7 separate regions of the Mus musculus genome follow, and regions 2, 3, 4, 5, 6 and 7 are each linked to region 1. The links are chromatin contacts, called in public Micro-C, promoter capture Hi-C and targeted proximity ligation maps. All regions are on one chromosome and are shown on one strand. The core of a region is the stretch at or near the end of the contact, and the rest is flanking DNA. Distances in the headings are between cores, read along the strand shown. Region 1 holds the start of Tmem65 (transmembrane protein 65). Region 2 holds the start of Derl1 (Der1-like domain family, member 1). Region 3 holds the start of Tbc1d31 (TBC1 domain family, member 31). Region 4 holds the start of 9130401M01Rik (RIKEN cDNA 9130401M01 gene). Region 5 holds the start of Zhx1 (zinc fingers and homeoboxes 1). Region 6 holds the start of Fbxo32 (F-box protein 32). Region 7 holds the start of Washc5 (WASH complex subunit 5).

The links. Promoter capture Hi-C pulls out the DNA fragments that hold promoters and counts their contacts. Hi-C and Micro-C count contacts between places; a contact is called where the count stands out from the background.
Region 2: a contact with region 1 is called in a targeted proximity ligation map of memory CD8 T cells, with 5 read pairs. A contact is called at or near these places in 3 of 39 promoter capture datasets (the 3T3-L1 cell line, liver and pre-B cells), 1 of 130 datasets of targeted methods (memory CD8 T cells) and 1 of 9 other capture datasets (liver).
Region 3: a promoter capture Hi-C map of pre-B cells shows a contact between it and region 1, with 5 times the contacts expected there. A contact is called at or near these places in 1 of 39 promoter capture datasets (pre-B cells), 1 of 130 datasets of targeted methods (extraembryonic endoderm stem cells) and 1 of 9 other capture datasets (adipose tissue).
Region 4: a promoter capture Hi-C map of pre-B cells shows a contact between it and region 1, with 5 times the contacts expected there. A contact is called at or near these places in 4 of 39 promoter capture datasets (cranial neural crest, liver and pre-B cells), 1 of 484 Hi-C or Micro-C datasets (embryonic stem cells) and 1 of 130 datasets of targeted methods (embryonic forebrain).
Region 5: a Micro-C map of embryonic stem cells shows a contact between it and region 1, with 7 times the contacts expected there. A contact is called at or near these places in 7 of 39 promoter capture datasets (the C10 cell line, cranial neural crest, hematopoietic stem and progenitor cells and 3 more), 5 of 484 Hi-C or Micro-C datasets (CD4 T cells, embryonic stem cells, erythroblasts and 1 more), 5 of 130 datasets of targeted methods (astrocytes, bone marrow-derived macrophages, memory CD8 T cells and 2 more) and 1 of 9 other capture datasets (liver).
Region 6: a contact with region 1 is called in a promoter capture Hi-C map of embryonic stem cells, with 4 times the contacts expected there. A contact is called at or near these places in 13 of 39 promoter capture datasets (the C10 cell line, cranial neural crest, embryonic stem cells and 7 more), 5 of 484 Hi-C or Micro-C datasets (CD8 T cells, embryonic stem cells and regulatory T cells), 7 of 130 datasets of targeted methods (astrocytes, embryonic stem cells, large pre-B cells and 3 more) and 2 of 9 other capture datasets (embryonic stem cells and liver).
Region 7: a contact with region 1 is called in a promoter capture Hi-C map of pre-B cells, with 7 times the contacts expected there. A contact is called at or near these places in 5 of 39 promoter capture datasets (the C10 cell line, cranial neural crest, hematopoietic stem and progenitor cells and 2 more), 1 of 484 Hi-C or Micro-C datasets (CD4 T cells) and 1 of 130 datasets of targeted methods (large pre-B cells).

What each region holds. Positions count from the first base shown.
Region 1 is chr15:58,821,148-58,825,471 of GRCm38.p6, reverse strand. Tmem65 (transmembrane protein 65) reads left to right here and starts at 2,045. Exons shown (of 7, transcript NM_175212.4): 1 at 2,045-2,629. The coding sequence starts at 2,344.
Region 2 is chr15:57,890,391-57,894,714 of GRCm38.p6, reverse strand. Derl1 (Der1-like domain family, member 1) reads left to right here and starts at 2,297. Exons shown (of 8, transcript NM_024207.4): 1 at 2,297-2,572. The coding sequence starts at 2,420.
Region 3 is chr15:57,909,888-57,914,211 of GRCm38.p6, reverse strand. It overlaps Tbc1d31 (TBC1 domain family, member 31), which reads right to left and starts at 2,013. Exons shown (of 21, transcript NM_001081396.2): 1 at 1,821-2,013. The coding sequence starts at 1,897.
Region 4 is chr15:58,031,764-58,036,087 of GRCm38.p6, reverse strand. It overlaps 9130401M01Rik (RIKEN cDNA 9130401M01 gene), which reads left to right and starts at 1,794. Exons shown (of 6, transcript NM_029418.4): 1 at 1,794-2,004; 2 at 4,009-4,104. The coding sequence starts at 1,888.
Region 5 is chr15:58,074,626-58,078,949 of GRCm38.p6, reverse strand. It overlaps Zhx1 (zinc fingers and homeoboxes 1), which reads left to right and starts at 2,442. Exons shown (of 4, transcript NM_009572.4): 1 at 2,442-2,793.
Region 6 is chr15:58,213,029-58,217,352 of GRCm38.p6, reverse strand. It overlaps Fbxo32 (F-box protein 32), which reads left to right and starts at 2,461. Exons shown (of 9, transcript NM_026346.3): 1 at 2,461-2,857. The coding sequence starts at 2,742.
Region 7 is chr15:59,372,205-59,376,528 of GRCm38.p6, reverse strand. It overlaps Washc5 (WASH complex subunit 5), which reads left to right and starts at 2,342. Exons shown (of 29, transcript NM_153548.3): 1 at 2,342-2,488. Nsmce2 (NSE2/MMS21 homolog, SMC5-SMC6 complex SUMO ligase) reads right to left here and starts at 2,331. Exons shown (of 7, transcript NM_026746.3): 1 at 2,174-2,331.

The DNA of each region.
Region 1 (4,324 bases), core at 796-3,295:
TGTTCTATCTGTATGACCAAAAGCACACCAGATCCTAGGCCCTTAAGCTAAACAGCCCATCTTCATGGTCGAGGTCACATGAACTTTACACATTAGTTTCAGTGTAGCTTTAAGCTTTATTGTGCAGGTGGGATTGGGATAATTGTTACCAAGAAACTTTTCCAAAATTGTACTTTATTTAAATAAGTCTAAAATAAACTGGTCTGGTGTCAGACTCCAGAAGTCTGAATCAGCACCAGCTGACTGCTGGCTGAGCTGAGGCTCTGGTAGTTCATTTCCCTGCTGCTGTAGAGCTTGCAGGACCCTCCCCCCCCCCCCCCCCCCCGCTCCCACAACACACACACACACACTGTACATGAAGCTGGATTTGGCCACAGTCCAAATCTGGTGCTTGGGACTTGGAAGAGTCCTGAAGGGTTTCTGGTTGTCATTCCAGCTCAGAAGGCTGTAGAAGGGAACAGTGGTGTCAGTGGAGGGCAGCAGTAGGAACAAAGGTGGACACGTTCTCTGGTAAGAATTGAAGGCAGTGTAAAGAAGCAATATGGGAATTTCAGAGTTTCGAGGAGTCCTCTTCTTCTCTAGGCCACCCGGCAGAAGGTGCCACCCACTCTAGGGGAGGGTCTCCCCCCCCCCCCCAGTTAGCCTCCCCCCCCCCGTCCCCCCTCCCGTTCACTCTTGAGGACATTAATTTTAACTGAAGGGTTTATAAAAGTACAGCTGATTGGACTCTCCGACATACTTTAAATCATCTCTGGATTACTTATAATAACCAATACAGTGTAGGTGCACGGAAATAGTTGTTACACTGTTCCATTAACGGAATAATGAGAAAGTCTGCAGATACATCTTTTTTTTCCAAGTACTTTTGGTCTGAGGTTCATTGCATTTGCAAGTTCAAAACCACAGCTGTGGGACTGGCTGTGCTGTCTTACGTGCTTATAGCACATTCACTTCATGCAAGGTTCTGAGCTGCAGCAGTGGTTACGATAAGGAGGGGATTTGGATCTTGATTACACTTGAGTAGATTTATCGTCTAAGCAGATTTATTTTTCTAAGATAGGGTGCCTAAGTGTCCTCAGATAGGTTCAGATAAAGCAGTGATCTTCCTTACAAAGAAGGGAACGTTTCATGAAGGAGGTGACATTTGACCCTGGCCTTGCAAATATCTAGGATCTGGGCAAGAGGGATGAGTCTCTCCTCCGCGTGGCACCAAAAGAGGGACATAAATCCCCAGAGACCATTCGATAAAGGTTTATGACATTCTCGCCCTGGCTCCAGAGTTGACAATCTCCAAGTAAACAGCTGTCGGGTCAGGGAAGAGTATTCTCCTCCCCAAATCTTAAGTCTCAGCCTCACACCCTCCTCTTTTTGGGACGGGTTGAGCCGGCCCTGCCGCCTTCCCCAGGGTGCTGCCAGAGAGGGCGTTTCAGCGCCGCACTGTCTGGCCTCGGTGGGCACTCTCTGGCTTGGCGAAGGGTGCGGCTCTTTGTGCTTCATGTCCCGCAGGCCTGGGCTGGGTGCGGTGACCCCACGAGGCTCTTATCCATCCGGCTGCTCCTCCAGGGCCGTCCGAACTCCAGATTTAGGACGGTGCTTCGGAGAGCAGTGCGGGAGCTGCACCACCCCGCCGGGCATCCAGCCCTGAACTCTATTTTGCTGCTCTCTGCCGTGCATTTAACACAGGCGGATGCCGTCTGACGGGGTAAGCACCCCTTCCTTTCCTTGCCACGCAAAGGAGTGGGTGGAGACTCCAGGATGAGCTCCCTCCCAAGCGGCTATGCGCCTGCGTGGCCCCGCCCAGTCCCCGCCCAGTCCCTGCCGCCCCGCCCTCCTATCCCGGGCTCCGCCGCTAGGGGTGGCGGCTGCGGCTCGGGCCTGATTGTCACGGCGCGGTTGCTTTGAGGGCGCAGCAGCCCTACCGAGTGAGGCCGGCGTGAGGCCAGAGGGTGGGAAAGCGGTCGGCGGCGGAGGGCGGCGCCGGAGGAGGGCGGCGCGCGGTGACTCATCCCTCTGGAAGATCAGACACGCTCGCCGAGCTCGCCCGCGCCGCCGCTCCTCATCCGGGAGGCGCCCGCCCGCCCGCACCGCCCGCCCGCTCCGAGCTCCCGGCCCGGCCGCGGCGCAGAAAGTTTTCCCGGGCTCACGGCCTGCGGGAAGCGGAGCGGGCACGGCTGGGAGGCGGTCGCCGCGCGGGCCCGCCGAGTGCATGGTGTCGGGCGCCCGGGCCGCGCGTCAGGAGGACCCGGGGCGGGGCCGGGCTGAGCCCAGCTCCTGAGCCTCTGTCCAGCTGCGCCCCGAAGCCGTCTTCCCTTGGGACCGCTGCGGGGGTCGCGCTCCAGCGCCATGTCCCGGCTGCTGCCGCTGCTGGGGAGCCGGACGGCGCGCAGCCTGAGGCCCGGCCCTGCCGCCGCGCCCCGCCTGCCGTCCTGGTGCTGCTGCGGCCGGGGACTGCTGGCGCTCGGGGTTCCCGGCGGTCCCCGGCTTCTGGGCACACACCCCAAGAAGGAGCCCATGGAGGCGCTGAACACGGCGCAGGGCGCGCGCGACTTCATCTACAGCCTGCACTCCACGGAGAGGAGCTGCTTGCTCAAAGAGCTGCACCGCTTCGAGTCCATTGCCATCGCACAAGGTAAGCGGGTGGGGCCGCCTGGGAAGACCTACTTCTCAGACCCCTGTCGCCTCCCCACACTCTGCCCCGCTCCTGGCACGGCCGAAAGGGGAAACTTTCCACCTTCCGAGTGTCCCCAAGACAGGACACGAGCGGATCGTGCCAGGTAGTTAGGGCCGAGCTTGGCTGGTGCCTCCCTGGCCGTGGAATTTCGGAGCTTCATCCTGAAATGTCAGCTGCCTCTCAGGGTTGTGTTTTGGTTTGTCCTGTGCCTCCTCTCTCCAGCCCTCCATTCCCTAAGCCTTTGGTGTCTTCCTGAGACCGTGTACCCATGCAGGTGGCATGCCCTGCCTGGTCTAAGAAAGTGCCAGGAACTGGGCAGGCAGCCGGAAACTTTCTTGAAGGTGTGTGGATGTCCCCTCCCAAGATGCTCTTGGTTTGTTATATTGCTTCTCACATTTGGTTGTGAAATGGCCCAAGGAAAGATTGTATCGAGCCAGCAACTGAGTGTGTACTGGAAGTCTGGAGATTCAAATTGAACTCCAGAGTTTGTTTCCTTGGAGTTTGAAAGAATGAAGTGAGTTTTTGGGTGGTTGGGGCTAAGAAATCTGTGACTTGAAAATGAAAAGCACACTTCTACTTAAAAATAATTGGGAAAGGATGAAAGGAAAGCTATTTTTAAACAGACACGTTAAGATAGGATATTTTTAAAACAAGTGCGGAATGTGGTAGGTCAGAATTTGAGTGTATGTGAAAAGGCATTGAAAAGATGCAAAGACTACAATGGATTCAGTCTTTAAAGTTTTTTTTTTCTTGCTATGTAAATTCTGTTGTATACACAAAAACACAGCTACTCTTTATGTGACATTTGGATGTGTTAGGAAGTTTTTAAATAGTTGAAGTTGGTAATATAAAGTATTATGTAAACATTCTGTAAGTTCTGAAGTATAGAACACTTCAGCACTGATTCGGAACGTGGCTTTCAGGCATCTTGAAAGGTTGCATTTGGCCTGTGCACGGGAGGAAAGCAAGCTCTTGCCTGATATTAGATTACCTTTACAACTTAAGAGACTTTTTATTGGTTGTATCCTTTACTACTCTGATTTTTTTTTTCTCCCCAGTTTAGGGGATTGTGAGCCACTATAAAGTAATGGATAATTTCAGGCATTGCTTACCCACAACACTTTTTCAGGAAAATGCAGTATTCCAATCAATTCAGTTAGTAAATCACAACATTACAGAAAATCATAACCGAAAACTAGCATACCTTTAGTCTATGTGTGGCTTAAAAAGACTCAAATTCTGAAAAAGTTCTCTTTGAAAACAATATAGACAGGCGTATCTTAGAAAGTCAGTTTGTGTCGCTCAGGTGAGGCTGTAAACGTCATTTTCCCTTTTCTAAAGCGAGGTCTTGGAAATTCTACATTGTCAACATGGTATAAGATTGGAGGATCCTTTGAATATAATTTTATAGCAGTTATTGAAATGCACGTTTTACAATATCAATACCTGACTTGCTAAATTTTATCTATTTTGCACATACCAGCAGGGTATTGGGTAGGAGTGTTAGATTTTCTAATGAAGACAGTGTTTTAAAATCTAAGATGGTTTTAGCTATCCTTGGAAGGACCTAAAACCTCAAGTCCATGGAGGTCATTAGCATCAATAAAACTTAAGGATCTAAATTATTTGAGGAAGCCGTTGGTCATTTAAATG
Region 2 (4,324 bases), core at 1,048-3,547, 930 kb after region 1:
TTTGCAAGGTGGGGCTAACTGGCCTGTTATTCAACAGGAGGATTAATTACATATTGCCAATATGCTGAGGATTAATTACCTATTGCCAATATGCTGTGAACTTCTTAAAGAAATATGTGATCCTGTCTCGGGCATCCCCTGGGGACAGTGCTCCTGGATGATGGTTGGGACAGGCTCTCAGCTTGAGTCACTAGGCCCCGCCTGTCAGCATTAGGGAGCCTACAATATGGAGCTTCAGCTCTAGCCAGCCTTGTGACTTTGACTGTTGGCATCTCTCCAATTTTTTTCTAATTTCAGGGTTTTTTTTTTAAATAGAAATAATAGGAAATGGGCTTTTATTTTTATTTATTTATTTTTAAATCAAGCCAGGTATGATGGCGCACTGCCTTTAATCTCAGCCCTTGGGAGGCAGAGGTAGGCAGACCTTTTGTGAGTTTGTGGCCAGTCTGATCTACAGAACAAGTTCCAGAATAGTAAAGACTACACAGAAAAGCCTCATCTCAAAAAAGGTGTAAAAATGATTTCTATGTATATGAGTGTCTTGCCTGCATGCATGCATGCACATGGTGTATGCATGTACCTGGTGCCTACAGAACTGAGGTAAGGTCAGATCCCTTGGAACCAGAGTTATGGGTGACTGTGAACCACCATGTGGGTGCTAGGAAGAGAACCCAGGTCCTCTGCAGCGCAGAAAGTGCTCTTAACTGCTGAGCCATCTCCCCAGCCTCCTCCTCCTCCTCCTCCTCCTCCTCCTCCTCCTCTTCTTCTTCTTCTTCTTCTTCTTCTTCTTCTTCTTCTTCTTCTTCTTTCCTTCTGCTTTTTTGACAGAATCTTGCTATGCAGTTTGGGATGTCCTGAAACTCTTGCTCTCAAGCTTTCTGAGTGTGGGGTTGCCTGTTCCCCCACATCTACCTTGGACTCCTTCCTAGGCTTTTATGTGGATGTCTCATTTTGAGGTGCATTCCCATGTGAGCCATCTCTACCGTCCAGTTACCAGGTCCTTCTAAAGGCAAGGACCCCAAAGAGAGATGAAGTGACTTTCACAACATTAGGTACTGCTAAGAAGTGGTTTGTCACAGTATAAACGCCAGTGTTTCTAGAGTGTTTGAAATAATGGAGCACTGGAAAGTATGTGGAAATGCACATGGACCTCGTCTTTGCCTGGAGGATGTGAGTCACGTGGGCCACTTGGACCTAAGATTTTCAATTCCTTTACAACGTTAAATAATTTTTTTTTCCAGAGCCCAAATTTCACATTTTTTAAGTTTGAGGAATTTTTTTTTCCCGATCTGAGAACACCGAGTCTGTTTCTTTTCTTATTGTCCAGACCTGATGGTAATTATGTTACACCTCAGCTCTGTGTTTACAACGCACTGCCTCTTCCAGTTTGGCCGACAGTTCCTCTCCCTCCACCATCCAATAATGATGATTTTGGATTTTGTTTAGAGAAATGGGTCCAGGGTTCTTTGGTGAGCAATCTCTTTGATTGCAGTAAGTTCAGATACTTAGTTTACTACAGGTCAGTTTACACCTATGTTCTTTACGGAAAGTTTTACTGATCCTAAACCATATTTTCAAAAAAACAAAACCAAACCAAAACAACAACAACAAAAACCAGCAACTGAATAAAAGTTCTAGTGAAATCGGTATCTTTCCACCATTTGTTTAAAACAACCATCTTCATTTCTAATTTAAAGCCCCCCAATGAACCAGATCATGTCCAATTATAAATGCGGTCTCAAATGCGTCTCAAGATTTCCCAGTCCTCCGCTGCCACTCTAGCCCCCCCATCATCCTAATCTTTTCCCGTATCCTCTGAAATTCTTCTTCATAACTCATTTGCTTTTCTGTCTACCCTGAGACTGCAAAGTTCAGGTACCGCTACCGTGCTCACAGCCGCAGCTGCATCCCCAGTGTCTAAAAATTTGCCTGAAGCTGTGACTAAATGAGGAACTATATGCGCTATCTCTTCCTTTCCCTTTAAATAAATACTCTTCAAGAGGCACTACTCCGATTACAACTCCGGGGAGAACTAGGGCATGTAGCTTCCCCATTGGTTTGCAAGACTGGCCGTTGCTCTGGGTAACCACTGTTTCCTACTAGCCTTGCCGTCGTCGCCCCGCCTCTCCTGCTTGGCCCCACCCCAGGACGTCGAGTCCCGGTACTGAGCTGCAAAAACGGCACTGGCCCTTTAAGCCGCCGGGACACTTCTGGTCACGTGGACCGCGGCCACCGGAAGGGGAAGTTTCTCTTGTGATCGCTGCCTAGCTTGTCCGAATTCGGTGGCGCCACGTCCGTCGGTCTCCGCCTCCTGCACAGCGGCTGCGCCTCCACTTTCCCTGGCCAAGCCGGCCGCGGAGCGCGGGGTGGGCACGGGAGGACGCGCGGCGCTGCGCAGCCGGTCACCTGACGGGCGACCATGTCGGACATCGGGGACTGGTTCAGGAGCATCCCGGCCATCACGCGCTACTGGTTTGCTGCCACCGTTGCTGTCCCCTTGATCGGCAAGCTCGGCATCATCAGCCCGGCCTACTTCTTCCTCTGGCCCGAAGCCTTCCTCTATCGCTTCCAGGTAGTAGCTGGCGTAGGGCGGTGGAGACTACAGCCCCCAGGTGTCCCCGCGGCTACGGAACGGGTTCGCCGGGCTGCGGGGCGCGCTGGGGCTGGTGGGATCTGTAGTGCGTCCGCCTCCAGGGGTTTAAGGCTGGGGTCCTTTGGGTCCCGGGAGGTCCTGGGGTCGAGTGTTAAGGCTTAGATAATTTAGAGTCGCGGACTGGCCTGCTAGGACGTGACTCACAATACCTGTCTGGCAAGATTGTACTTCCCGCCTTCCGCACTCTGAAGTGAGAGGTAAGTTGCCATTCTGTTGGCAAATTGGGCCCACCTACCTGAATGTCTTCCTCCCTCCTTCTATCTATGTCGTGGGTGGCGATGCCATCTTAATCAGTGGTGTCTACTTGACATAATTCTGCGTGGGTTGTTAGCGTGTTTACAGTTTCTCTCTCCTCCCTAAAGCAGTGGTGTAAAGGCAGATATTAATAAGAATTAATTTATCTGTATTTCCTACGGGCCCTATCCGATCACCTGGCATATAGCCGTTAAATGTTACCAGTGAATGAATAAACTACTCAGGAAACGGGAGATACTAATTTTCTTAAGCATTAAGGATATTAGTCAAGATTATCATTCTAAGCCAAAGAATGTTAGTTTCCTAGAGGTTATTTTTATTGATTCTGTGATATAAAAATTTAATCAGGGGACGCTCAGATTATATTAGATCTGGATTTCCACACATTCCTTAGCCTTCTCTTTCTACTTTCCACTGGATGTTATTTTCTCGTCTCCTTTGCTGATTTCTCATTTTCCTCACCCAGATGTTGGGATATGCTCTTGGAGTCCGTTATAGGATCCTCTGTAGTCCATCCCTTGGACTTAGATCTTTATCATACAAGGGGCATAAACACATGAATGGGAGACTGTCGGATATGTGAGTATCTTTATTGTAGTGGTGGAAATCACCACCTGGTGACCAGTAGACATATAATCAAATCTCCCTTTCATCTTTGCAAATAGCAACTGTGTTTGCTAGGGGGGTTTAGCAGTCATAGAGACATCCCTGAGTTCTTTTTTTGGGTTTCCTGTTTAGTGCTGGGACTCAAACCCAGAGCATAGCACGTGCTAGCTGAGTGCTCTGCCATCGAGATGCACATCTTGTATGGCCTCTTGACTTCTTTTCCCCACCCCAGAATCTGTCAGCTTAGACAGCTGATTCTGCCTCAGCTGTCTATTCGGAATCCAGGCCTTTCTCCATCGAAAGCTGTTAGCATGCCGGCTTTGCTCTTTCTGTTCTTGCTGAGCAGCCGGGGCAATCGTGTGAGAACAGAAATCATGTCCTGTCAGTCTCCTGAGACTCCTCCCATATCTGTGAACTGGGATGGGTAAAGTCCGTGCCAGGGCTTGCTGTTGCAGTACCTAAGTTGACCCCAGGACCTTTGCACATGTTATTTCTCTCCCTGAAAAAGGTAGTCATGGCTCATTCACTTTCATGTGTGTCTTTCAGGTCTCTGCCCAAATGCCATTTTCCCTTGTAGGCCTTCTCTGATTGCTGTCCATCAGAGTGTTCCTCCTTCACTGTTCCCTTCCCTTCCCTTTTTCTTGCGACATGCCACCTGCTGGTATTTGCTAGTTCACTTCCCATTGAGAACCTAGATGAGTGCTGGGCACATAGCATCTGCTTGTGTATTGCCTGAGTTCGTGGACATTCTGGGAGCTTGCTATGTGCTGGGCCCTTGTCTACAACGGCAAATAGGACAGAGGTTCCTGA
Region 3 (4,324 bases), core at 764-3,263, 910 kb after region 1:
TGTTGAGTTCTGATATTCCAAATTAAGATCTCATTTTCAAAACTTACAGAAAGATGCTACATGCTACATTGATAAGTGGGTTAAACATTTTCCTCTTGGGCTCACTGGTAAAGCACTTGCCTAAGATATACAAAGCCCTAGGTTGAATCTTCAGCAGTGGAAAAAATTATTTTTCTTCCTGTTTGTCTAAACATAGAGCTTTTTAAACAGATTGATCAGGGATATAGAAAAAAAATCTTACGCTGTTCATCTTTATGGAGTTTCATGGTGTTGAAAGACAAAAATTAATCTTTGCATCGTGGCCCACATCTGGAACCCCAGTGACGGGGCGTTGGAAACATAGACAGTTCCCTGGAGCTAAAGAGATGAGCACTAAGTTCAGTCAGAGTCTATGTCTCAAAAACTAAGGTGAAGAGCACTTAAGGAAGATGCCGATGCTAATCTCTGGGCTTTACAAGCATACCTGCATATACACACATCAACACATACATACATACATACATACATACACATACACATGCACACACACATACACATGCACATGCACACACACACACACACATACATACACACATCAACACACACATGCATACACACACACATATATACATACATACACACATCAACACACACACACACACGTTTTTTATTCTCCTGATATAACTGTCATCCTGGAGGCTTACTGCCTTTTGTTTCTTAACCTAGGCCTAGTCCCCAAAGCTTCTAGCCTCCGGACAACCTAATCTAAACCTAGAATGTTCTCAACCTCTGAGACTTACTGCTGAGTAAGCTCACCCTTTTTAGTTCTTTCTGAGCTCTGCTGGCTGGTTCAACTTAGCTGTCCTGGCTCAAAACTGCTTTCCGAGCTGAAAGGAAAACGCCGAAGAATCTCCACTATTGACAAGATTGTTTATTCAATAGGTCAACGGGTGAATAGCACTGATAAAGGGTGGACAGCCACCAGAAACCACAGTGGCTGGCTGGCTAGTCAAATAAGTGGCTGATCCACTTATAACTGCTTTCAGCTTACAAAAACACTTAGTCTGATTTCTAGGGAAGCAACTAAAAGATAAATAGAAAAGTCTCTTGAGAAACAAACCTCGAGGTATGAACCCAAGTGATACTATGCAGTCCACGCAAACGTAGGTAATCAGAAACACCAAGATCGCTTAGGCAGGCACCATGGGAACCAAAACAAATGGGGGAGGGGGCAAAGACTCCCACTGACGTCACACAAGAGGCTGCGTGTTAAACCCGCTACTCCAAACAGAATAAAAGGAAGCACAGGCGGGTAAAAGTCCCCGCACCAATGACAGGCCCTGCAACACTCACTGCAGAACTTAAGTTTGTTCCAGCGTTGTTCCATAGTGAAAAGCGTGCTTGGCCCACACTAGGCTCTCAACATTACAGGTGTGCAATGTAATGAATGACTTAAGGATGGAGAGCATCGGCTTTTGGAAAGGTAGATGTGCATTGCTTTCTTTGCTCCCATCACCTCCTGGAGTTTTTTTTCCCCCCAACTGGAATAGACATTAATAAATCAAAGCAGGTGGAGTCCTGGCACTCAGCTGAACTGCAAATTCTTTTGCACAAGTCGTAGAGCCTTCTCCTGCCTGCCTCTCACCGTGACCAGGGACCAGATTCTGGGACAACTGCAATCTACGGTTTCCGGAGCTACTTGCTCCTCCTGAGGTCCCAACCCAGGGATGCAGCGCACGGCCAGAGTCAGAATCCCCGGGCCAGCATTCCTCCTCCACGCTTCCCACTTCAGTCTCCCGCAGACCCGCCCCCTCGTCGGTCTCCACAGCCCGCGGCCTCACCCGTCGTGAGTGGCTGGCGATGGCTTGCGGTGCCATATCTTGCCGCTCTCCTTGTTGCCCAGGTCAGTGCTCTGCATGTCGAACCCCGACCCCTACCCCGACTCCGATCCGCGGCTGACCCGGTGAGGGTAACCGTCCCGAGAGCTACCCAGCAGTCCCCGCGCGCCCAACCCGGGAAATTCGAGCGGCCGCCGCGGGGTCTCCGCCCCCAAGGACTGTGCCAATCACGCGGGGGACGCCCCTTCTAGTTACAACCAATCAGGACGGGGATCCGCCCACCTCCGCTCTTGTGGTCCCTCCACTCTGGACAATGGAAACAACCAACGGCTTCTCTCTAGACTCCACCCCTTTTCTGAGGCTTCTAATTCTGCGACCCAAAGGCTTCAGGGAGTTGTAGTTTTCTGAAAACCAAGTCTGGGACTTCAATTCTCTGACACCTATAGGCTCAAACAGACACCAAAAGTGTTTTTCTCCTGAGAGCTTGCTGCCTCCTGCATTTCGTTCTCTATTGCGTTTAGAATAAGAGATTTATAGAAATAACAAAGATGCAAAAGACAAGTTCGTTGAGAAATGGAGGAGTTCCTTTCCTAGAACTTACAGGCACGGCAGAACTCCACAGACCTAAATGAATTCCGCTTTGTTTGGTTTGTTTTTGTTTATTTTTTGCCATACTCATCACGCTTTAATTGCGTAAATTTACAAGATGCTCCCACATTATGGTTTGCAACCCACTCCTCATAATCTAGAAAAGTAAAAAAACGTCAAGAACCAGCTGCACTGGCATCGGAAATCTTTTTCACTTAGCAAAATTCACTCAGTGTTTCTTTAGTGCTTACTACGTGTGGCTGTCCCGCGTGCTTAACAGGCCAACGCACTTAATTCACAGAGAAGCAATTTAGATAATACTTTTAACTCCACTTCAGTGATGTATGAAGTTGCAAGTCGATTTCTAATGAAATCGGTCCACGTTTGGCGTATAAAACAGAAATAATGCCAGGTAGTAGTGGCACACGTCTTCAATCCCAGTACTTGGGAGGCAGAAGCAGGCAGATCTTATGAGGTCAGGCTAGCCTGGTCTACAGAACTAGTTCCAGGATTGCCAGAGTTACACAAAGAAACCCTGTTTCGAAAAACCAAAAACCAAATGAAAAGACCAGAAATGTATTCTCTCAACATTCCGTGTCAACAGAGTCTGGCAACAAAGATTTTCTTCTTTGTCTGGGATAGCCACCTTTTGTTTGTTGCAAATATCTCTTTACTTTTCTCATATATGAAAATAAATGAAAAATCTTAAAGTAAAAATTAAATGAGGTTTTCAAAAGAGAGTGTAAATATTTTTAAGGGAACACGACTTGAGTTCACCACACTGCTAGGAAAGGACCTTTCTCTCCTGATCGGTTTTGAGCTGTAGTCATCTGATGTGTGTATGACTCCTGAGACTTAAGGTGTGTATCCAGACATAGTCAGGCTCTGCCAAAGACTTATCCGATGTGTATGTATGTCTTTCCTTCTTGTTGTTAATGAGGCATGTAATGGTACTTGGTTTATTTATTTATTTATTTGTAATGACACTTGTAACATAGCCTCTGCCCTTTGTCAGCTTCAGTAAGCTTCTTACAACTGCTCCCTCATTAACATAGATCAGCCGCACTTCTGACCCACACCTGCTTCTGTCTCCTGTTCCCTTTGGGGCACTCATGCAAGGCTATTTGAGTCGGTATCTCACAAGGTTCTCTCTAAGTCTCAGAGCTTGACTTGCCATTTACTATGGACAGTTACAGTTGGATTTAGGGTTCACAAGAATAGTCCAGAATGATATTCTTAGATGAAACTCAACTTAAAAAAAAAGATTTATTTATTATTATATGTAAGTACACTGTAGCTGTCTTTTAGACACACCAGAAGAGGGCATCAGATCTCATTACGGATGGTTATGAGCCACCTTGTGGTTGTTGGGATTTGAACTCGGGACTTTTGGAAGAGTAGTTAGTGCTCTTAGCTGCTGAGCCATCTCACCAGCCGGAAACTCCTTAACTTACATCTTCAAAGATTGGTGCATGTGCGCACGTGTGTGTGCGTGTCTGTCTGTCTGTCTGTCTATGTATATGTTTGCTAGGCTTCACGCATACTTCGAGTAGTATGTAGACATATATGAGGGGAGAGGGGAAAGAATTTGATTTGCCACAGATAGGTGCTACTATTATCCCTATTTCCTAGGAAATTGAAGTAAGAGGAAAGCCAAAAGAGAGGCATGATCCTTCTGTTCTTGAGCCCCATGATTTTCAACAACAAAAAAAGCAACCACAAAAGAAATGTTTGGTCAGCAGCATGACACATTCCTATAATACTAGCACTTGGGAGGCTAAGACTGGGTGATTTCAAATTGGAGCCCAGCCTGAGCCACAAAATTTTACTTTGGCTCAGAAAAAAAAAATCCTATGGATCATTAGTCAATAACAGACACATACACACTCTATATATATTCTTAATTTGCATATTTAAAG
Region 4 (4,324 bases), core at 545-3,044, 790 kb after region 1:
TTGGCTGTTATATAAGATTTGGGGGGGCTGGAGAGATGGCTCGGTGGGTAAGAGCACCCGACTGCTCTTCTGAAGGCCAGGAGTTCAAATCCCAGCAACCACATGGTGGCTCACAACCATCCATAACGAGATCTGACTCTCTCTTCTGGGGTGTCTGAGGACAGCTACAGTGTACTTACATATAATAAATAAATAAATAAATCTTAAAAAAAAATTTGGGTTCACATTTTCAAATGAAAGGTAAACAATTACTAGTCAATAGACATAGCTTTCTTTTTGTAGACAAATCTGCCATGACTGTGGGAGTAGAGTAAGCAAGGAGGTTCTTTTAGCAAAAGGTTGGAAACTACTGAGCCCAGGAATCTTGAGTGCAAAGGGCAAAGAGCTATCACTTCCCCACGTGCAGCCCTTAAACAACTGCTGCCATTTTAGCACACGCTCTGGTTCAGTTGTTGGGCAGGAGGCTAGAGCTAGCAGGCCTGAGCAGGAGGGAAGACATTCTGAGATCAAATATCTTTCATAAAGAAAAAGCTGGAAGAACTCCTCCTTGCCCGCCTTTGCTCTGCTCTTCCTCCGCTCCTGGAGCAGAGATCTTGAATACACCCATGACACCCCTTTCACCTCTAAAGCTTTGTGTGCCTTATTTTAATCAATACCCATTTTATAGACTGGGTCACACAGCTAGCGAGCCAAGGCAACAGAGCCACACACACGTGGCTCTTGCAGTCCTTCAGTACTGTGCTGACACAGTTCTGGGCATAGACAGGGCATACTGGGATTAGGGCAAGTATAGCCCTTTTTAGGACATTATTTTTTTCCTGGTGATATTAGGAACTTTTCTTATAATTCTCTATAATATCTGAATTTTTCTTAATAAGAAGTATTGCATTTCTGATGAGAAAACAAAACAAAAACCCCAGGTATTAAAAAAGAACTTCTCTGGATGGATCCCACAGTAGCTACTGCCTGGAGGCTCCCTGCGTGGACTCTTCCAATGAGGCTATTGAATATGCACTGAGTTCCACATTTGGTGAGCCAAGGGCAGATGAATTTTGAAATCCGGGGAGGTGGTTTGGGTTGCCCTGTACGAGTCTGTAGAGTAGAAAATAGGGCTGAAGGAAAAACCCTGGAAGCAACTGGTGGAAGAGGAGCAAGTGTGAGGGCAAATAGAAAAGCTTTATTACTAGCTCCACATTAGTGCTCTATAACACAAGCCAGTGTTTTGTCCACGACCTTTACATTCTAGAGTCAAAACGTTTCTTGAAAGTCTCAAAATTCTGCTAGCCTTGATCCAAGTCTTTAAATTGTGATGTCTAGTTTTTTTAGTAAATGCGTGAAGAGTTCTGGTCTCTTCTTCAGAGACCCTGGGCTTTTGAACAAGTTACCTGACTTCTTCAAGCCCAGTATCTCCTTTTACAAGATAAGAATAACCGGGCTCTTCTCACAGTTATTGGGAAAGAAATTTTAGAAATAAAATGCAAAATAAAATGGGGAGAATACTGTCAGTGGTTTAAAGCTGATACTTACCAAGTTAACTGGCTCTCCAGAGACCACGACTATTCGAGGTACTCAGGAGGAACTCACTCTATCCAGCTCTAGACACAAAGAGGTCAAAACCTTTGTTGGGTGGTTTAGGAGGCCCTGGAGTCAGGCAAGAATTTCTGCTCCACCACGGAAATCCCCAGCCGCTGAAAGACTACCACTCCCAGAATGCAACGCTCCGGCCGACAACCCACCGCTTCCGTGTGGGCGGCGCGCCGGTGCCGCTCTACACTCTACCTTGCCTCGGCAGCCTTGGCGCGGCTGCTGTCGCGCGCTTTGGAGGCTGGGTGATGGGCGTCGCTCTAGGTGTCGCCTCGTTTCGAGGTCCAGTTGCACTTCCGCGCGATGGAGACCGGATGCTGGGTGCTGGGCGGCGAATTTGAGGACTCGGTGTTCGAGCAGAGGCCGGAGCGCCGGCCCGAGCCGCCCTCCCCCTACCGCGCCAAGCTCTGCGAGCCGCAGGTGAGACGGCTGCCCCTCTTGCCGCTCCGCTCTGGAGCCGGCCTGCGGCGAGGCCCACCACCGTCACTGTCCACCCGCCCTGCAACCAAGCACGGCGACTTCACTCTTGTACCCTCGGGTTGTCTGTCTCCGTCCCCCACCCTCAACCCACGTGTCCTGCAGGCGGGCCCGGGCTAGCATCACACGCCCCCTTCCTGCCTCCAGCCCCGCCCAGGTGCTCCGCCGTAGCATCCTTGCAGGCCTGCTGGCTGCCTAGAAGAATAAAATAGTTCCAAGCTAATTATGTTTCATCATTTCCTAGTAATGTATTGAGACTTGGATATGTTATTGTTGAGTTGGGATGGCTAGCTATGTGACTAAATGGTTGCAGAGTGCCGAACCTAACGGTGGCTCAAATACCTCGTCTCGAGTGACCCAGTGTTTAAAGAATAGAACAAAGTTTTTCTTACTGTGATGGCCCAGTAGAAGGAGAGGCACTAATTTAGCACGCTTATGATGAGCCTTGATACTCAGTGAAGTGTATTTCTCAGAATACAACCAAGCTATTACAATGTTAACTGTACTGAGTCAACAGAATTTAGAGACTTTCTTCAGCCTCAGCAGGTTTTATTGTAAAAGAGAATAGGAGATGCTTCTTTGGGGCTGGAAAATTGGGCATGCAGAATGCTTTTCATCCTTTTTTTTTAATTCTTTCTTGGTAGTTACATCTGGATCTCACCTTATGTCCAGTGGGTTTACATCAGAAGAGGTCGTCTTACAGATGTGTCCTCAGATCCTCCAAATCTTTGTCTGGGATGCACAGAAACCTGACTCCAGTTAAAATTTCCTGTGCTCTGTGTGCCTTTGTAGCATTTTTATAATAGGACCATCGCCATAATCACAGTTTCCTACGTCTTGTGCACAATTTTGTCAGTCCCTATTCACTCTCAATTGCTCTAAAAGAAAGCAGATAGCACTTTAAGAGTCACTGGACTGCACTTGGTGATGTCATTTCCAATAACTTCACTGTGGTTGAAACCGTGTGCTTTTATTTATTTTTTAAATCTGTCATTGACATGTATAGACATGTGATCATTACAACTTTTATTTTTTAAAACCACGTTCATTTATTTGTGTGTGGGTGAGAGAGCCATGGCACTGTGTGGCGGTCAGGGGACAAACTGCAGTTGTTGATTCTTTCCTTCCACCACATGGGGCCCATAGATCAAATCAGGTTGTCCGACCTAGTGACAAGTGCCTTTACCCGCCGAGGCATCTCACAGGCCGTCTTATCATTTTAATAAAAATTGGGCTGTCAGAGAGATGGCTCAGCAGGTAAAGTCACCTGCAGCCGAGTTTGATGAACTGTGTTCTATCACCAGAGCTGGAAGAGTAGAAGGAGAGAACCAACCAGCAGTTATGCTCTGACTTCCGTATGTGCTCAGTAGCGTGGATGGGCCCACATACGTATAACATGTATTAAAAATATTTTTTTTAAAATCTGGGCCATCATGAAGATTGTCATTGGTGGCTCAGTGAGTGACGTGTTTGGCGTCTAGCATGAGGATTCATGATTCCTAGCACTCACATAAACTGGGCGTGCCAACCAGCACAGGAAGGCGGAGACAGGAGTACCTTGGGGCTTGCTGGCAGCCGATCTAGCTGACTGGTCCAGTGAGAGACCCTGTCTTGAGGTAACAAGATTGAGACTGATTGAGACAACTAATGTTGATCTCTGGCCCGCACACCACATGGGGATGCACACATTTACTGCGCATGTAAACGTATCATTTAGTCTGATGTGGTCATCCGGGTCTGTAATCTCAGCACTTGGAGGGCGTACGATGAGATGCTGTTTTAAAAAGCAGAATATAGCCATCCCTTGTCCATTGCTTTGCCTTGTGTCATCCTGAAGAAGTGTGGCCTTGACGTTTAGATGGTTGTGTCATGGGAAAGTGCTTTTGACTGTGAAGTGGAAAAGCATACTTCAGCCGCCATCGTAAACTTTATCTTCTTGGTTCCTAGTGGTTTTATGAAGAGACAGAATGTAGTGACGATATTGAAGTTCTCACTCTCAAGAAATTCAGAGGGGACCTGGCCTACAGACGACAGGAATACGAGGTGGGGGTCAACACGAGTGGGACTTTGGCATTTCAGCTGGGCTCTGGTTTTATCATCAGTAGCACATGCAGAGAGCAGTGTGTGCCAGGTTAGCAGTGTGCTTTGTGGATGGATTTAGTCTTTGGTGGGGCCTATAGATAATCTTAGACTCTTCAGTCTACGCCTTTTCTACAGGGTCCATATTATGTTTTGTTTTTTCATAATTCCAGACAAAGACTAC
Region 5 (4,324 bases), core at 1,193-3,692, 750 kb after region 1:
TTTTTAGAACCCTACTGAACGACTTCTCATCTCTAACAGGGCTGAAGTCTTGTCATGCTCGTCTGGGGATGACAAGCCGCCAAGTTTGTGCATAAAAACTCTAGGCTTCTCACTGTGCCAATCCGCGGTTAAAACTCACTTCTGGAGCTGCGCAGCTGTTAAAATCAGTCATATTTACAATTTTTATAAATGAGTTTATTTTAATAGAAACAAGTTACCCTGTAAGCGTGGTCTCTAAACAGATTTATGTGGGCTGGCACAATCTGCTATGGGAAACATATATGCATATTGCTTAAGTCTGCAACGTTCTCTCTCTCTCTCTCTCTCTCTCTCTCTCTCTCTCTCTCTCTCTCTCTCAAGTGCTGGTAACAGTCTTGCTTTGTGCAAGGATGCCAGATAATTGGCAGCACTTCAGCCAGGGATACTGTTCCCAGCACTGTGCTATTGAAATTGTTTTCCTGGACAGAAATGCCCTGTGGGAGTGACCTTAAATTGGGAGGCTTTGGGGAGTGAAACAGGCTGGCTGCTTTAGAGAGAGAGGGATAAGACTATAAACTAGTGCTAAAAAGGAGGAATAAGAAAAGGGAAACAGAGAGAGAGAGAGAGAGAGAGAGCTAGAAAGCGAAGTCCATATGCCTCAGCCACTTCAGATTCTCCTCAATTTTCACTTTGATGTATTCTATGAGCATGTGTTTTTGCCTAGCATCTAGTCTGTAAGATCCTGGAAGACAGAACAGAGCCTTCCGGATCCATGGCTTCCACATCTATGATTCAACCAACTGTGGATCAAAATGTTCAGGAAAAAAAAAATCATGCATCTCTGCTGAACGAGTCAACTTTTTTTCTTGTCTCGGTATGTTAAACAGTTACAGTACAGCAGCTCTTTGCCTGGTGTCTACATCATCCTAATAGAGATGAGGTAAATTCCATCGGGGCATGTGCACAGATTATATGCAAATTCCATACCAGTTTATTTAAGGGACTTGAACAACACTCTATTTGGGTATCATGGAGGGTTCCAGAACAATCCCTTTTAGATACCAACGGACAACAGGATGGCCTTACTCAGTTTTACATCTCCTTTAGTGTCCGGCACATGTGGTCCTCAAAAAGCAAATGGTTGAATGCATGAACAAAAGGTTGAATATCTGAATTTAAAATATTTTCTTTGTTCAGAGTTAAATCCTAAACTGGGATTCTCAGTGGACCTGGAACTGTCTTTGGGGTGAGCATAAACTGGTGTGTGTGTGTGTAACTTTTTGTCTTGTATTTTTCTTATGAGGGATACATAAATACATTGTGTATTTAAACACATTGTGTATTAAATACATTGTGGAGAATGCATTGTTTTATTTTACTGATGTTAGTACTGTATTATAAATACTTTCCATTAAACCACTTTCTATTAAAAACTACACTGATTTCTTAAATTCTTTGTATAAGTAGTTTGCATTCTGAATTTAGTTTCAAGGGGCTTGAGCGCTATTAATTTTTGTTTTAAGAATGGGCCGAGAGTGGGACAGGGTTGGGTTCCTCTGCTGGTGAGACCATTAAGCCTCAGCATACACAAGTTTTAGAATTTTAGGATGCAACTAAATATTGTGCACGTTGATATCAGCAGCCAGGTCTTCCCTTCATGTAAATGCAGAGTGCAAATTTTCGGGCTGGTGTGGCTTGGTGGAGCTCTGCTATCAAAACACAAAAGGGTCCATGACTGGAATGGGGGTGGGGACTAAACATCCAGGCGCCAAAGAGTTCTCTTACGTCCGTCCGGAGCGGCGAGTACAGGAGCGAACACTCGGAGTGGTTTCCTTTCGCCCTCGTTTGTTATATTCAATGGAACAATGACGAGAGGGCTGAAGGGCAGAGGTGGGGAAGACGCTGAGGTCCTCGGCTGGCCGCGCTGCGGGGCTGGTGCCCACTGCGGAGAGCTCGGCTTCAGTCAGTGGCTCTCCGGGGAAAGAGGGACGGCAGCAGGAAGCAGAGGCGGGAGGCTCCAAGTGGGGCCACACTTAACTTTTCCCGTCCAAAGCTGGAACTACGGGGCTCCTGCTGGACTCGGGCTAGGAAGAGGCGGAGCAGCGGCTGACAGGAGCGCGGGACTGTTGACAGCGGGTGGGGGCGCGGCTGGCATCCAGAGGGCGCTGCCAAGGAGGAGCCGAGAGTGACAGTGGGCGTGGCTTAGGGAGGGGCGGGGCCTTAGGACGCCGGCTCCGGGAGAGATGGGGTTGGTTTCGGAGGACCTAGGCAGTTTCAAGGGAAGAAAGCGACCGAGGTCGCGGGAGGCGGGGTCCGACTTCTGACGACCGCTGGCCGAGCAATCGCTTGAACGGGGCGGAGCCTCGCAGGCCCTGGAGGAGGAGCTTCTCGCGACGGGGCGTGGCTTCTAGTGACAGAGGCGTGGCCCCCTCCTGACAGGGGGCGTGACTCTCCCTGACAGAGGGCGGGGCGGCGCACACCTCCCGCAGCGCCCGGTTCTAGAGGAGCGGCCTGGGTCGCATCCCAGAGGAGCGGCGGAGTCCTCGAGTGGGGTGCCCGGCTCGTCCCCGCCTCGGCTGGCTCCTCCTCGCGGCCCTTGTGGGTTCAGGGAGCGGAGTCTCTCTCGCACCCTGGCCTGGCCTCTCGGCGCTTCTGCCGGGCTGCAGAGCTCCGTGGGGGGCCCCCTCGCGCGAGGGCCCTCCGAGTGGTTCCGGGGTTAGGGTTCACGGGTCAGAGTTGACTCCCTGAAAAGTGCAGTCGCTCTGAAATGCAAGATGGCGGCGGCGAGGCGCTGAGGCGAGGCGGCCCCTGCAGGTAGCTGCGCGAGCGGGCTGGGGACTGGGCCTCGCGGTTGCGGGTGGAACCCGAGCAGGAACTCGCGGCGGGTAGGGAAGCCGAGAGGCGCGGGCGCTGGCGCGACACGGGACGGGGCAGCAGCGGGACACAGACACCCCCCCCCTCTTCGGGACCCAGCCCACGGTGCTGGGGCACGCAAGATCGGACCCGGGGGGAACTGGGCCTGCCCCGCGGCGGGGCGGACGGAGTCGCAGCTCCCGGATTCTCTCGGGGGTTGTCAGAGCGAGGACGGAGCTCTGGGTGGAGGGTTTGGAGGGAAAGCCCCAGCGCCTTGGTTGGGAGAGCACTGAGTAACTTGGGGGCGCAGAGGGGATGGGGAGCCGGTCTCCCTGGGGGGAAGGACGTCTCTGGGACAGCGGACCCTAACTACCGTGCGGGTCCTGGGGAAGATCTCCAGCGTTGGGCCTCCGGAGGCGTGAGGCCACCTCGTGGGGACACGGCGCAGCCCCCCTCTGAAGAGTCAGCCAAGGATCTCCGGCTGGACTGTAGCGCACTGGCTTTGGGGTCGGAGCAACGGGAAACCTCAGCAGAGAAGACTCAGGAGTTGCATCCCCAAGAAGTATAGTGCGAAGTATATTTTGAGGAAGAGCAGGCTTTTAGGGGAGAAGTTCATTAAAGAGGGTGGAAACACACTTGTCTCTGCTTAGGTAGTGGAGCGGGAGTGCAGACTTGGGAGAGCGATGGACCAGAGGAAACTCCAAGCCTTGGGGCTTAAAGGGAATTGGCTAGGAGGGAATAAAAAGGACTGGGGTCTGATGGCAGGAAAGCCGAGCCCTGACTCATTTCTTGTGTATTTACACCGAAGTTCCAAGAGAGGGACTTAGAATTCTTTGTTTCGGTACTCCAAAGGTACCAGTAAGAAACGAACCAAACGGAAGAATAAGATTCTGTTTGCTATCCTTAGCTTACTCTGGGCAAAGCAATTGGAAAACTGAATGTAGAGAAGAAGCATAGATAAAGTAGGAATGCTCACAGTACTTTTCTGTCACTAACCCTTCTCTAAAAGACAAGACCAAAACAAACCAAGAAGAGATAAAATTTAGGAGGAAATTATGAGAAAGGCCGATTGAGAAGTTGTGACATTTTTAGGGTGGGATTCCATGCAATTCGAAGAAGCAATTCTCTCGGAGATTAATATTATGGCAAATGAAAATCCGGAAGGACCACTCCTTCCCCAGGAAAAGACTGTGTATTGTGGGGTACACAAGTACACCTTTCTATTTGTGGTGCTGGTCATTGTATTTCAGAAGTCTTTGTCCTAACACTTTAATTTGTATGCAGTAGTAATTACCTGTTTCTTTTTAAAATGCCTTGAAAAAGTCATTATTTCAAACTGGCAGTGGGGATTAATAGAAGTTTGTTCAAACAAGGCTACTGGCACATAGATTATTTCTAAAGAAGCAATTCTGATTCCAGATTTTAAGCGAAGGAAAGAAAGGCTGAGTGCTGCCAGGGACAGTAGTTGGGTAACAGGGCATATAAGGAAAAG
Region 6 (4,324 bases), core at 1,212-3,711, 610 kb after region 1:
TCTCTGCCTCCGACAACATCGCCTTGAGTACCCGGAGCCTCTTGCTGTTCATCCACCAAAGCGCAAGCTGCTTTCGTAGAATTGGACTCAAATCCTCTGTCTTCTGGACCCCTGTGGTTTCTCCCTGGAAGGAGCCCCCTACATCTTTAATAACTGCATCCCTTAATTGTATTCTCTTGCCGATATCAGCTCTCCCCCCAAAAAGCTCAGCCCCAGCATTGCCTCATCTCTTAGCCTGGTTGGTGTTTTAACATTTGTTTGGGATCTTCTGCGGGCCTTTTACAAGCCATTTTTATTATTGCTGCACTAATAAATTATTTATGGTGGGAAACCAAACTCAGAAAATCCTGGCTACTTGAAGACAGACTTTATTAAAAACATCTCCTTCCCCCTTGCAACACAGAACCCACAAGACACACTCGGTTCCTCGGCCTATCCAGCCTCAAGGCACAGTAGAAGAGACACTGCCACTGGCTACAGAGGCAGGGCTGTGGAAGAAAAGAACTGGAAGCTAATTCTCTAGCATGCTTTTATTTCTCTGCTTCTGCCCAGTGCCACCGTAGGTCCAGATGAATGTGACTTCCCAGGTCTGACTAGTAATGATGGGAGGCCAGAAGTCACCCTAAAGCAGTAGTCACTTATTCACACAAGAATTGCCTATGGAGAGACTGGTGAGTTGATTTGGTAGAGAGATATCATAAGACCCAAAAATTAACCTGCAAGCCCCACCGGCCAAAGAACAAGGACTAGGTAATTCCTTAGAATGCTGGGAGTTGTAGTCCTTGGAAAATATCAAAGCCACCTGGGAAAATACAATGGCCTTCAAAGCCTCTGTAAAACATGTCTAGGGGCCGCCACGCTGGGAATTCCAGAGAGTGGTCCTGACCAAAATTTATCCTGGTCAGTATTTAATTAAAGCTTGCTTCAAATTTGCCTCAACGTGGTAGAATTGCCCACCCCCTCCCCGTGCAAATCACGATTAACAGTGTCTCCATGGACACAGTGCTTGATGAACAGTCTTGAGGACCTGAGCTCAGACCCCCAGCACCCATGCAAACAAACAAACAAACCAACCCATTAAAGCACCTATATCTTTATCCTGGTGCTGGGAGACAAAATCCAAAGAATCAGAGGTTCATCGGCCTGCCAGTACAGACAATAGAGAGCTCCAGGCTCAGTGAGTCTGACCCAAAGATAAATAGGGACAAACGTGAGCAAGGAAGACACCTGACATTGACCTCTGCCCACCGCGGGCACACAAATGCACACTCTCTCAGAGGATGGAGGAAGATGGGATGGTTATGAATGGCCAATTCTGTGCCTGGTGGTAAGGCACTGGGCTGAGATGTCTCTAGACTAAAAGGGAGTTATGTTCTGCATAACAGGGAGGATCGCTCTGAGTTGAGAAGTAGCATAAGACCCTAGGTAATCACGGACTTAACCCTCTCTGAGGACCCCACAGCCTTTCACCTGAAAAACAGACTGGCCACCCCCTCGTGTTAGGAGAGATAAGCTCTTAACAGACTCTCTTCCCTTTCTGAAGCGGCCGTGAAACCCAGGAGGACTTTATAGCTAGAAATCAGAGAACACCAGGAATTGAACTCTGCGTAAAGGAAGAGAAAGAAGGGTTCCTGTGGTTCCACAGCCAAAAAAGCCCAACCCTGGGGCACTGGAGCAGCGAGTGTAGCCTGAGACTCCTTCCTGACTCCACGACCCTGGAGGCTTTGTTCTGAGCCAGGCGCCTCGACGCCAGCGCTGCTTGCCCAGAGTCCCTCAGAGTGGGACCCAAGACTGTCTCAGCTCTTCACTTCAACGCCATGGGGTCCGGACGCTGCGGGGGCCTCTTCTTTCCCCTTCCTTTGCCACTGGGGTAGTCGAGCTTGACAGCAAACGCATCAAATGACAGCTTTAAGGCGGAAGGAGTGGGGGTAGTCCCTCCCCGCCCCTACCGCACTGGGTCCCCTCTTTCACTTAGCACACCCTGGCGCCTGGAGTCGGTACTGGCAGTAAGAGAGGTTCAAAGAATGCACCCCTACCCGTCCCCAGACGTTCTGGCCTCCCCCAAGGCTGATCTGCCTGCAAAGATCGGTCCCGCAGCTTCCAGACCCTCTGGGACTGACAGTTCCCAACTCTCTAGGCTTCCTTGCTACACCCTGCTTGTCCGGGACCCGTAGAGGGGACCTAGTGCCGAGTGCAAGACCAGGATCTTGGTGGCGACAGCTACGCCTGATGGGGGAGTAGGGGAGGTGCAGAGGTGCCAGGGCACCGAGGGTCAGCGGGACATCTGGCCTGGCCATGCGGCTTCAAGTTTCCACGGACGCAAGGTTGTGCAACTGCGAGCAGAGCGAGAGCCGCGGGCGCCTCGGAAAACAAGGCGAGCCTATAAACAAAGCCACGTGGCCTCGGGGCGCGGGGGGGGGGGGGCGGGCTAAGAGCAGGCGGCTCTTCCGGCAACAAAGAGACGGGGCAGCGGCCCGGGATAAATACTGCGCTCGGGCAGCCGCTCAGCATTCCCAGAGTCAGGAGGCGACCTTCCCCAACGCCTGCGCCCCTGTGAGTGCAAGGATCCCCGCGCCCACCCAGGATCCGCAGCCCTCCACACTAGTTGACCCACTCTTGTCCCGGTCGCCGCCTGCGTCGTTCCCCAGCATCTTCCCAACGCGCCGCATACCCTGGGCAAGCCAGGCCGGTTCCTGGCTGTCAATCCGTCCCGTCCGTCGGTCGCGTCCGCGCTCTGTACCATGCCGTTCCTTGGGCAGGACTGGCGGTCCCCGGGCCAGAGCTGGGTGAAGACGGCGGACGGCTGGAAGCGCTTCTTGGATGAGAAAAGCGGCAGCTTCGTGAGCGACCTCAGCAGGTGAGGACATTCGCCGACTTCCAGCCCCACAAAACTGATTTTAGCTGGTCGGGGACGAGGGGGAAGTGCACACCTCAGGGGCAGGTGAAGGAGGGCAAGCAGGTCTGGGCCAGAATAAAGAGGGGGCTTCCGACTGAAGGGACAGGAGTGAGGTGCCGGGATTTCGGTAAAGGTCGCCAGAACCCGAGAGATGGGTAATTTAGTGTCTCCTCCTGATCAAGGACAGTGTCTCCCAGCAGAAAAGATCCCATACAGAACCCAGGATCCCTCAATCTGGCAATAGGGGATTATGTCCCTAAACACTTGAACACAGGCGCACAACTCATGGACTCTTCCTTTAGATCCCGCAATTGCAGTCACTGTTTTAAGTGGGTGCTAGCGACTTGGCTGTTTGCCTTTCACTGTCCTATGACAGGACCCCAAGAGTACAAGAGCGGTAGTAGTCACAAGCCGGATGACGGGCCCTGCCATGAGTGCTTGAAGGCTCTTCCCACGCGCAGTCGACGGCTGAGTGGGCCGAGAAAAAAAAAAAGTGACTGGGAGGGGCAGCCGATGGGCCCCGGGACAGCTTGCGGAGTGGGTCGTTGTGGTAACGCTTAGGGGCTGCGGAGGGAGGCAGGGAAGAAATGCAAGAACAGTGCTCTGCTTCAGGAAGGACCAGACACTTGCACCTGTTTCCTCCGTGGCCCTTTCGGTCTTTATACCGTGAGCACACTCCCATCCTTAGTGGTGCCTGCCCGCTGCAGAAAGACCACCCAGACTTGAAGTTTCACCTGAGCTCCGCTGTCTAGTGAAATCTGAGGTCAGAACAAGTGCCCACTCATAGAGTATCAGGTCAAGAATCAATCCCCAGCCTGGACAGCTGACTCCCTGAGACACCTGAGGAACCGACAGAAGTTTGTTTGGAGGCGCTGGTGCAGTTGAAGTCACCTTTCGGTGCTCTCTCCTCCCACTGTCCTTTGATTAACACACACACACACACACACACACACACACACACAACCTGCATCCCTAAGCTGACTTCAACAGAGACTTTTGTGAGTGTGCCAGGTGACGCTGAGTGAGATTTGCCAATGGTTGCTTGAATAAAGGTTTGGTAATTAATTATCAAGAAACCAGTGGGACCTCCAGGGCCTCCCATTTGTTTGTGATTTGTAATGCTTGAATTCCCTTTGTCTCCTAATGAGGTGAAACAGTTCCCTGAACTTAGGGCCTTCCAGGAGAATCAAATATATTAGCCTTGTGTTAGGTCCTTTTTTTTTTTTTGCAAGTCCCAGGGGAGTTTAGAACACTCTAAAGAACTCTTACTCACAGAAAATCAGATAAATTACCAACCATTGTCACCTGACTGTTTCCCAGCGAATGAAGTTAACGGTTATACCTAATACTTTTTCCTCAACTAAGTGAGAAGGGGGTGCACCAGAAGCGTTCTCCTCCTTGGAACCATCCATCTTCGGAGCCTGAATC
Region 7 (4,324 bases), core at 1,093-3,592, 550 kb before region 1:
AGCAAAACTCTCCCATAGGCGTGCCTCCATTTGTTTCAAAGTCCTGTCCTCCAGTCCTGGCCTGGGAGTCTGCCAGGCTCCCACCTCTCCCACTTCACGGGACCTGCTCTCAAGGCCACTACTGCAATCTGTATGCCTTCCTCAGGTGTACTGGCTAGTTTTTTGTCAACTTGACACAGCTGGAGTTATCACAAAGAAAGGAGCTTCAGTTGAGGAAATGCCTCCATGGGATCCAACAGTAAGGCATTTTCTCAATTAGTGATCAAGGGGGAAAGGCCTCTTGTGGGTGGGACCATCTCTGGGCTGGAAGTCTTGGTTCTATAAGAGAGCAGGGTGAGAAAGCCAGGGGAAGCCAGCCAGTAAGGAACATCCCTCCATGGCCTCTGCATCAGCTCCTGCTTCCTGACCTGCTTGAGTTCCAGTCCTGACTTCCTTGGTGATGAACAGCAGTATGGAAGTGTAAGCCAAATAAACCTCCCCAACTTGTTTCTTGGTCATGATGTTTGTGCAGGAATAGAAACCACGACTAAGACATCAGGGAACAATATTTCCGTTTGCACTCCTTTGGGCTCTTAGCTCTTTCCATCTCTTCCAAGAGCTGTCTAGAGCCCCAATCCACAACTGCTAGTCCTCCCCATACCTTCCCCAACACATACTCTTCACTTCCCCGCCTCCTCCAGTCTCATCTGTCTGCTAAGGTCTAAATGTTTGGGTCCCCATCCCCACTTTACATACTGAAATCCTAATGTCCAAACTGGTGGTTTTAGAAGATAAGGCCTTTGGCGAGGTGACTAGCTACACCCTCCAGAACATTATTAGTCCCTTATAACGGGTGCTCCAAGGGCTCTCTTGCTTTTCTACCACCCAAGAAAACAGCAAGTGCATGCCATTTACAAGCCAGAAAGCATGCCTTCACCAGACACTGAATCTGATGGTAAGTTGGCCTCGGGAATTCTCAGCCTCTACGACATCAGTTTCTGATGCTTTTGAAACTACATAGATATAGTATTTCATTTATTGACATCTGAACATTCTAACACTATTCCTTGGGGATTGGTTTAACCTAGGGTTTGGAGGTTTAACACCTCCCCCAGGGAACTTCTAACATCACGTGGGGGCATTTTTGACTGTGGCACTGGAGGGGGGTTGGGGGGTGTCACAGACCAGCATCTATGGAATTGATAGAATTCTAGCAAGTACAGTACAGTCTCTCACCACAAGGAATCATCTGAAGACAAAGCGTAATCATCACATTAGTTAAGAAACACTGATTTACACCAACCCCTTCTTGGATCCTCTTTCCAATAACACCGATCTTTTTGTTACCAGTACCTATAGCCTCCAAGACAATCTACAACAAAGTTAAGCACTTCCTGAAGTCTCACCAAGTTATTGGGCTCAGCACACTATTTTGCTTCCCTTATATTCATGAAAGAGTTGCTGTCAAGTTAAGCCAGTTTTAAATAGGAAAACACGTTTCTGCACAGCATTACAGTAGGCATAGAGCAAACCAAAAGTTCGACCGCCTTTAAATCCAAGGTGATCTCATACGACAAGAGTTGAAGTGTCTCCGTTTTCAGCATGCATACACCCTTCTCTCTGAAACCTTCCCTCGCCCACGGCTCCTCCTCTTCCACACGCCTTCTCAGTTCCTAACACACATCTCTACTATATAACTTAATACGGCTAATTGCCGACTTCTACCATTCCTTCATGCTGGGATCTCCTTAAACTGGAACATGCATTAGAAGATATAAAACGTCGCCTCACAAAAATGAAATGAGCAGGACTAAATCCGTTAAGTTACCAAAGTAATAATAAAAACTACTACCATTTCCGGGTCACCACCAACATGCCCGTGCCCAAGAAGGTTGCCTCCCGCCCCGCTTCCCCCCTCTTTTTTCACACCGAGGCTACCACATCCCTTCACCTGCAGAAGTGAAATGGCACCTGTGGCCTTGAGTCCATCTGAGCTACCTGTTCATGCCTCAGTTTCAAAAGTCAGTTCTAAACAGTTTGTTTTGTTTTGATCACATAACCTGTGATCATATGTGAGCATAACCCGCCTCCGTCTAGTTGCTGCGGGTGAAGAGGCTCAGGCCCAGGTCCCCAGAGCACAGAGGGAGGCGACAACGCCGGCTAGACCCCTATCACGGTTCCTCCTGGATCTTACCTGGCTGTCCCACCTAGCTCGGTGATATCTAGCCGAACGTCGCACGCCCAGACCCCGACTCCTTTCCTCAGCCCACTTCTGTGGCTGAAACGACCCGCGCGCGCTCTGCGTCATCACTTGGCGCCCGCGAGCGATCACATGATGCCCGGGCCCGGGCCGCCGCCCCTTGGTCACGTGACGGGCTAGGGACTCCAGGACAGAAACCCGGGTCCCGGCAGCTGACGCTCTGCGGCCCGGGACTCTAGGGGGATCCCTGGGGTGGGAGACGGGGACCGGGGCGCCCAGTCCACGCGGCCAGCGTCGGACGGCTGACAGGTGAGTCGGAGGCGGGCCTGCGGGTTCGAGGTCCATTCCTTCCCCCGTGGGCCACGTCCGGTACTGTCCCCGGAGCCAACGGGAAAACCTAGGGCTTGCAGGGTTGGGGTTGCACGCCTGATGTTCACCCACGCCTTCATGGAAATCGCTCTTGCATGCTTCTTTGAAGCTTTTGGGGTGATGCTCAGCTACTTGGCCCATAGCTGAGCTTGCAAGTTTCTCGGAGCGGTGCCTTGCTAATGTGGCTGATCTTGCACTTACTCTCCAGAAAATCAAGTAGTCACTGGAGTGATGATGGGCGAGAGCGCGCGGGGGGGTGGGGGGGGGGGTGGGGGGGGGAATAAAAGTCCTGTCGCTCACTGTGAGTTTGTGCAAGTCGTTCCTCTATACCCTAGTCTCCCTCACCTGAGACATGGTGCTGTAGTCCTTGTATTGGGGGCAGGTAGTTCTACTGGGTCCTGATTCTTCTATGATAGGAAATTTAAAAGTTGGACTCATAAAAAAAGAAAAGAAAAGTTGGACTCTTGATTTCTATATAGATGAGGGATAGTGAAGGAGTTTTATTATCTCTAACCACAGCCAGGGACTCTTTCCTTAGGTCTGCTGTTCTCACTTGTGGGTTTCATGACCCCTTTAGCAAACCTGTTTCCATAAACGTTTACATTATGATTCTTAACAGTAGCAAAATTATAGTTACTAAGTATCAATGAAAATGATTTTATGGTTGGGGTCACCACAACATGTATTAAAAGGTCAGGAAGGAAAGTTGTCTTAGATGTTAAGAATTAATGAATCAGGACTTGAGAGATGGGCCCAGTGGCTAAGACTGTTTGTTTTTCCTGAGGCCCCGGGTTCAATTCTAAGTACCCATGTGGTGACTCTCAACTATCTATAACTCCAGATCCAGGGGATCCAACACCCTCAGACATCCATGCAGGCAAAACACCAATGGACACAAAATAAATATAATTTTAAAAATTCATGAGTCACATTGGGGTGATCCAGCTTATTCCAGAACTTTTCTGGGACAGCCTCTGTTATGGATTTGAGACTGCTTTCTTTAGGGATCTGAGGTTTTGTGAAAAGAAGAAAAAATCCATCTGCTTTTGTCCTCTACACTTTAATTTTCTAAAGATATTTTGTTCTGTACTTACTGGGTAACAGATGCCATTCTTGAAAACACGTTCCTTTGACAAGGGGTTCTTCCTATTTAAAAAAAAAAAAAAAAAAAAAAAGTTACATGCCAAGATCCTAAAACTAAAGCTGCCATACTTTGTAACCTATAAAGTAATATTAAGAAGGGAATTAAGATCTGTGGTTCTGTTCCGTGCCATTAACAATTCAGTTCAACCCAGAGTTAGAGTACTGGTGTTTGCAAGTGCTCTTTGTATGTGTTGGCTAACTTATGTCTCCTGCTCTCAGTAGTGTATAGACATCATGATAACTGGAGCTCAGGGTTCTGCACTACTGTATCTTCAGATCCTAAAACAGTGCTTGGTCTGCAGCTAAGGCCACACTATTAAATTATTTATCAGTTGAGTGTTAGAAGGCTAATATGAAAGTAGAGGTTGTCATTTTTCAAAACGTTTTATTATTTGTGAATCATCACAAATCACATCATGCATCCCAGTCCCACTTATCTCCTCATCCTCTCACCTTTTGCTCTTACAGCCCCTCCTCCAAAACACACACACAGCATAGAGAAACATCTCATTGTGGAAGCTGTAGTGTGTCTCACAGTATATCCCTCTCTCCACACATTTTCACTTGCAAATGTTCATCACAGTGAGTCATTGGTCTCTGGCCTCTGTGACACCATCAGTGTTGGATCCTCAC